Linked DNA regions of Macaca mulatta: region 2 is linked to region 1. Evidence: chromatin contacts called from public Hi-C data. All regions are on one chromosome and are shown on one strand. The core of a region is the stretch at or near the end of the contact, and the rest is flanking DNA. Distances in the headings are between cores, read along the strand shown. Region 1 holds the start of SCN4B (sodium voltage-gated channel beta subunit 4). Region 2 holds the start of UBE4A (ubiquitination factor E4A).

The links. Hi-C and Micro-C count contacts between places; a contact is called where the count stands out from the background.
Region 2: a Hi-C map of fetal cortex germinal zone shows a contact between it and region 1, with 3 times the contacts expected there. The contact joins the promoter of UBE4A here to the promoter of SCN4B in region 1. A contact is called at or near these places in 2 of 14 Hi-C or Micro-C datasets (fetal cortex germinal zone and fetal cortical plate).

The regions. Positions count from the first base shown.
Region 1 is chr14:118,823,379-118,826,390 of T2T-MMU8v2.0, reverse strand. It overlaps SCN4B (sodium voltage-gated channel beta subunit 4), which reads left to right and starts at 1,483. Exons shown (of 5, transcript XM_028834031.2): 1 at 1,483-1,690. The coding sequence starts at 1,630.
Region 2 is chr14:119,030,856-119,033,867 of T2T-MMU8v2.0, reverse strand. UBE4A (ubiquitination factor E4A) reads right to left here and starts at 1,540. Exons shown (of 22, transcript XM_077964377.1): 1 at 1,466-1,540.

The sequences.
Region 1 (3,012 bases), core at 234-2,733:
GCCTAGGAGGCAAATATTATTGCATTCACCATTTTATAGATGAGGAGCAGAGGCTCCCCCGGAACACTGTGTAACTTGCTCAAAGCCATACAGTCATAAATGGTGGCGCTGCCGGAGCCTCTGTGCCACTATAGGGAAGGCAGCGACCCTCTCTCCTGAGAAAGCAAACAGACATTCAGCATTTTGCCTGCAACCTCAAGGGGTCCGCTATTACTCCGAAGCCCACCCAGAGACCCCTGTTAAGAAGGTGGCGTGTTGGTGCGCCTGCAGCAGAAGTCAGACCATGAAGTGGGAGCAGGTTTCCCAGTTCGGACCAGTCCTAGACAGTAAAGATGGCCTGTGATGCAGGGAGGGTCTTGGATGGTTGGAAAGGTGCTCAGGAGGAGATCTACTCATTTACAGAACCACCAGCCCAAGTAGCACCGCTCAGGTGAAACTCTTTCACTTGGGACTGTCTGGGAAAAGGCTTACTCGTTCACAGCCTCGCCTCAGCCCTCTGACCTGGTTGTCACCTCGGACTCCTGCACCCCTACCCCAAAAGGGAGGCCGAGGGAGTCTGCGGTTCCGAAGAAAACCGGAGAGTTGGAGGAGGGCGAAAAGGCAGAGTCTGAGGGGGAGGGCCTAGGTAGGAAAAATGAGGAGCAGGGTGCAGGGGGAGGGAAATGGGGCGCAGGACACAGACCAGGAGCCGGCCGTCCTGCTCCCTAACCTGGAGCATGGCGATTTCCAAGGGGTCCATGGAGAAACGTGGGGCGGGGTGGCGGGTGGGGGAAGGGAGGGCGGGGGCAGTTTGCAATTGGAAAGCTCTGTTCCGGGCTTCCTAAAACAACCGCCGGAGTTGCTGAGCGATGGGGCTGAAGGTGGCGGGAGCGGGTCCCGAAGCTGCACGCGCGCCAAATCGCACGGCCACCGAGGAGGCGCAGGCTGCAGTAGGCAAGCCCGCACACGCCCACCCGTTGTTGCAGTGTCCGCTGCGGACTTTAGAGCGGTCTCTTGGCGGTCCTGGGAAAGGAAGCCACTAACCTTCCCGTGTTCCCCCAAGCAGAACAAAACAGCCTTCCAACAACCGAAAAGCTCCACCTCTACTCCCCTCTGAACTATGTTCCTAATTGGCAGCTCAGCGCATGGGATGATGCGGGTGGCTGCAGGCCGGCCCTGCAGTGCCAGCCGCAGCAGCCAACCCCACCGGAGAGGGAGTTGGGGGTATGGCCTGGTCCCGGGGCTCCGGGACCGCGAGGCGGGGCGCGCCCGGAAGCTCCCTGGGCTCCGCGGCGGCCACCGCCCCTCCTGCGGCTGGAGCGCTTCCAGAGCAAAGGCGCAGCCTCGCTCGCCGCTGCGCTCGCTCAGTCTTCCTCCCGCTCCTGCTCCGGCTCCTCCTCCTCCTTCCCTCCCGCCGCGGCTCCAGCAGCCGGCTCCCAGCAGCGGGCGAGCGCGCCTCCCCCTCCGCTCCTTTCCTCCCCCTCCTCTCGCTCTCTGCCCGCTAACTTTCCCGAGCCCCGACCCGCGGCGCAGAGCTCCGGGGTAGCTTCGTGGCGGAACACCGACCTCGGGCGGAGAGCGCGGCTGTGCCCAGTATCCCATCCCCGCGCCCCCCGCCTCCCCCCCGCGCCCTCCGGAGAGAACAGGACTATGCCCGGGGCTGGGGACCGAGGCAAAGCCCCGGCGAGATGGCTGGGCACTGGGCTTTTGGGTAAGGCAGCCCCAGCTTGGTCTCTTCTCTTGCCTCCCCCCACCCCCAGAGAAGGGGACACTCGAGAAGGAAGATGCCTTGGATAGGGTGGGCTTTGGAGTGCGGCACGGAATGCGGACCGTGGCCGCCGGCTTCCTGCCTGGTTCATAGGCTGTGCTCCCTGGGGACCGTGCGCGTCCCTCTCTGCCCCAGCAGCCCGCCAGTCTCAGGATGAGTTTTTTTGCTGTCTCTGGCACCTTTGGCTCCAGGTTTTTGGAGCTGGATCTTGGGGCTGCAGCGCGGGTCTCCCGAGTTCAGAGGTTCAGGATGCTGGAGGAGGGGGTCCGTGCCTTGGGTGCAGGGGGTACCAGGTGGGTTGCTCGTGTGACTGCTGGGATGATGGTTTGCATCCCTGCCCAGAGCCGTTTGCTTGTTTCCCAGGCACCAGGCATGCACCAATTGGGGGTGGGGGAGTCCCCTTCTTCCTGGGCCCTTTTCCTGCTTTGCTCCTCTGCCCTCTACCTCCCTCAGGAGCCACTGCCTTCTCCACAGCAGCACCCCAAAACTGGAAGGGGCTGGAGGGGCTTGCGGGATCATTCAAGACCCTTTAGGAAGGGCCTCGTCTGTCTCCCTACAAAGAGATTCCGTAGGGAAGACCTGTTTGACCTGCTCCCGGCTCTTCATTTTTGGAGTGAATATGGAGACAGAGGAGACTTGTCCAGAGGACACGGAGGAAGAAGCATTATTAATATCTATTAATATGCACATGAGAGTTTTGAGTGTCAAACTCCAAGAGATTAGGGAATGATATTTATTAGTCCAGAATGTAATCTCCTCATAAATCATAGCCAGACTTTAATGTAAGCCGACTCCATCTCTGGCAACGGCATCTCTTCCTGTTTATATTGGTCAGATTTGGCTTTCGGCAGCTCCCTGCATTGGGAAAGACACACGATGTAGGTATTTGTGCTGAAAACAGGGAGATAGAAGCCTATAAGGGAAGTGGCTACTATTTCTGCGAATGTAAACTGTGTGCAGATCTATCAGGTTGGTGGCTGGTGGTGAAGAGGGGAGAGAGTATTTCTTGTACTTGGGATGTTTATTTACCTCCGTACAGCGAGGTGGAAGACACCCGTGTTTTCTCCTGTACCTCTGGCACAGATGTCATGCTGGTTTCACAGTGACCTTAATGAAGTGGGCGTCAGTGAGGCCTGAGGCTCCTTTTCACAGGGTGGGCACAACGTCATTCCATGCTTCTTCCCCCCATCGAATCTCAGATCAGCCCAGGTCCCCATGGTGGCAATGGCAGGGGTAAAGGGTCACTGAGGAATTCAAACTCAGTC
Region 2 (3,012 bases), core at 291-2,790, 210 kb before region 1:
AAATATGTCCTCCTTGAAAACAAGTTTCACTCTGATATACCTGCTGCAAAGATCTATATCTATAATAGCTGTCCTACAAAATTCTGTCACCTCCTCCTGATTCAAGCTTTGTTTATGAATAGTACCACTAATCCTTTAAGACCATTGTCAGCTCTCATGAACACACAACTGTGTTAACATCAGACTTGGTTTTTTTTTTTTTTTTTGAGACGGAGTCTTGCTCTGTCGCCCAGGCTGGAGTGCAGTGGCACAATCTCGGCTCACTGCAAGCTCCGCCTCCCGGGTTCACGCCATTCTCCTGCCTCAGCCTCCCGAGTAGCTGGGACTACAGGCGCCCGCCACCACGCCCGGCTAATGTTTTGTATTTTTAGTAGACACGGGGTTTCACCGTGTTAGCCAGGATGGTCTCGATCTCCTGACCTCGTGATCCGCCCGCCTTGGCCTCCCAAAGTGCTGGGATTACAGGCATGAGCCACCGCGCCCGGCCGGTATTGTTTTTAAACAGAAATATCTGGAACACTTTGTAAAACTGGGATTGTCAAAATCAAGCTCTATCAAATCATATCCTCCCATAAGGTCTGTGCCCTGGTAAATAATACATATATCATTTAAAAATAGAAATTAAAATATCAACTTAAAATATAAATTAAAAAACAATTTTCGTTGTTGTATGTTTCACCTAACACTATTAGGCCAGACGAATGTGGCAACAAAATTCCATCAACACATCTATCTGCAACCTAGAAGGATGTCAAGTCAAAAAGCAGACAGCAGTCCTTCTTGGATCCCATTTTATCGCAGGTGGGCTTCCACGTGACGCCAAAACAGTAAATGACAGTGAGACTAAACACATGCTTGCTCTCAGGGCATACAACTGAACCTAAAGGGAAGGCTCATCAAATATAAGGTCATGAGCCATGGTCACTCAATTTTAGAAGTGTCTTCTAAACCCAAGGAAACATGAAGCAGAGTGACCCAAGAGTTTTCTGAGGTGAACTCATCACCTGCCTTAAGAAATGTCAACACCCTTCAACTGGTTTGCTTACGACTCGCGATTAATCTTATCTTCTTGGCATCTGCCTATTTGTTATCTATTCTTCATATTTGATCCTTCCATGTTCCATAAGGGATTCGCAGGAAGGAGGGAGATCCACCCGCCTGGGGCACGTTCTAGAGAAAGTAAGTCAAAGATAATGCAATGATAGCGCTCCGGCCTGTTCAGGAGGGGCTTGGCAAAGATGGGGACAGAAATGTACAGAGAGACATCAGAAGCTGGGGCACTGTAAGGGGTTCCAAATCAGACAGGGTCGAAGTTCAAGAAAGAGAAGGTGCCTGGTTAGGAAAGCACAGGAGAAGGAATTTGGAGAAGATAAGAGTGAACAGGGATTAAGTGGCATTGGACTAGCAGAAAATATCACAATGCAAAGTCAATGACCCCGTCCCCTGAAGCTATTGCCTGTCTTACCAGAGCCTGAAGGGCTAGCAGCGACGACACGACAGAATCTCAGCGGCCGAAAGGTTCCCACTTCCGACTCAGCACATCAACCGGAAGTTACGTCATCAACAAGCGTCGGGGTTTGTGGAAGTTCATCTCCGCGCCGGAAGCACCGTGTGCAGGCTCACCCGGGGGACTGGCGCGCAAATCCGCCTACAGCGCATGCGCTAGCTGTATAGCTGCGGACTGGAGGCGGGGCGGAAGTGGCAGGAAGTGGCCTGGGGTCGGATTGTCGGGACGGGAGTGGGTCCACCTGGCAGTGCACTTTGGAGTGTGGAATATGAGGCTGGGTTTTGGAAACCAGCGTACCGAGGGCAGATAAAACTGTGATCCCTGGCTCTGCTCGCAACCTCTGTTGGGGGTCTGCTCTCTTATTTTCCCACCAGTCCTATACCTTTTTGAAGCAGCTTCTGTTACTCTCTGTTATTCAAAGGGATGACACTAATAGCAATAACAACTAAAAGTTTGTTATTGTGCTGTCTTCGGAGCAGTCTTTGGAGTGTGCTATCTTTGATTGGATTTCAGTTTTCTTCTCTGTGAAGTGGAGATGGTATACATCCTACAAGGTTGTTTTTGAGATACACATAAATGGCCGGGCACAGTGGCTCACGCCTGTAATCCCAGCACTTTGGGAGGCCGAGACGGGCGGATCACGAGGGCAAGAGATCAGGATACACATAAATAATAAAGGAAATAATTTTCAAGAGTTAAAAGCGCTGTGCAAGTGAAAATTCACAGAATGAGAGAAAATAGTTGCAACTCATATATCTGATAAAGGATTAATATCTAAAATATATAAAGAACTACAAGAACAAAAAAACCCCAAACAGTTCAGTTCAAAAAAGGGCAAAGGACTTGAATAGACATTTCTCCAAAGAAGATACATTCCAAGAGAATAACTATCCACTTGGTATCTGTGGGGGATTTGTTTCAGGACCCCCTGGGTACCAAAATCCATGGATGCTCAAGTTCCTTATACAAAATGATGCAGTATTTGCATATAAACTATGCACATCCTCCTGTGTCATCCTAGATATGCCTAAGTCATCTCTAGATCACTTATAATACCTAATACAATGTAAATCTAAATAGTGTTGTATTGTTTAGGGAATAATGACAAAAAGTCTGTACATGTTCAGTACAGATGAAATTTGTTTTGGAATATTTCCAATTCATGGTTGGTTGAATCCATAGATGGAGTCCACATATATGGAAGGCCAACTGTACAAATTGTGGATAAGCATATGAAAGAGTGCTCAACATCGCTCGTCTTTAGGGAAATGAGAATAAAACGTAATACCTACTAGGATGGCTATTATATATAAAAAAAGGAAAGTAATTGTTGGCAGATGTGGAGAAATTGAAACCCTATGCATTGCTCATGGCAACGTTAAATAGTCCAGACTTTTTGGAAAAACAGTTTGATGATTCCTCAAAAAGTTAAACATAGTATAACCATGTGATCAAGCAATTCCGCTTTGACATAGATGTTCAAAATAACTGAAAGCAGGAACTTA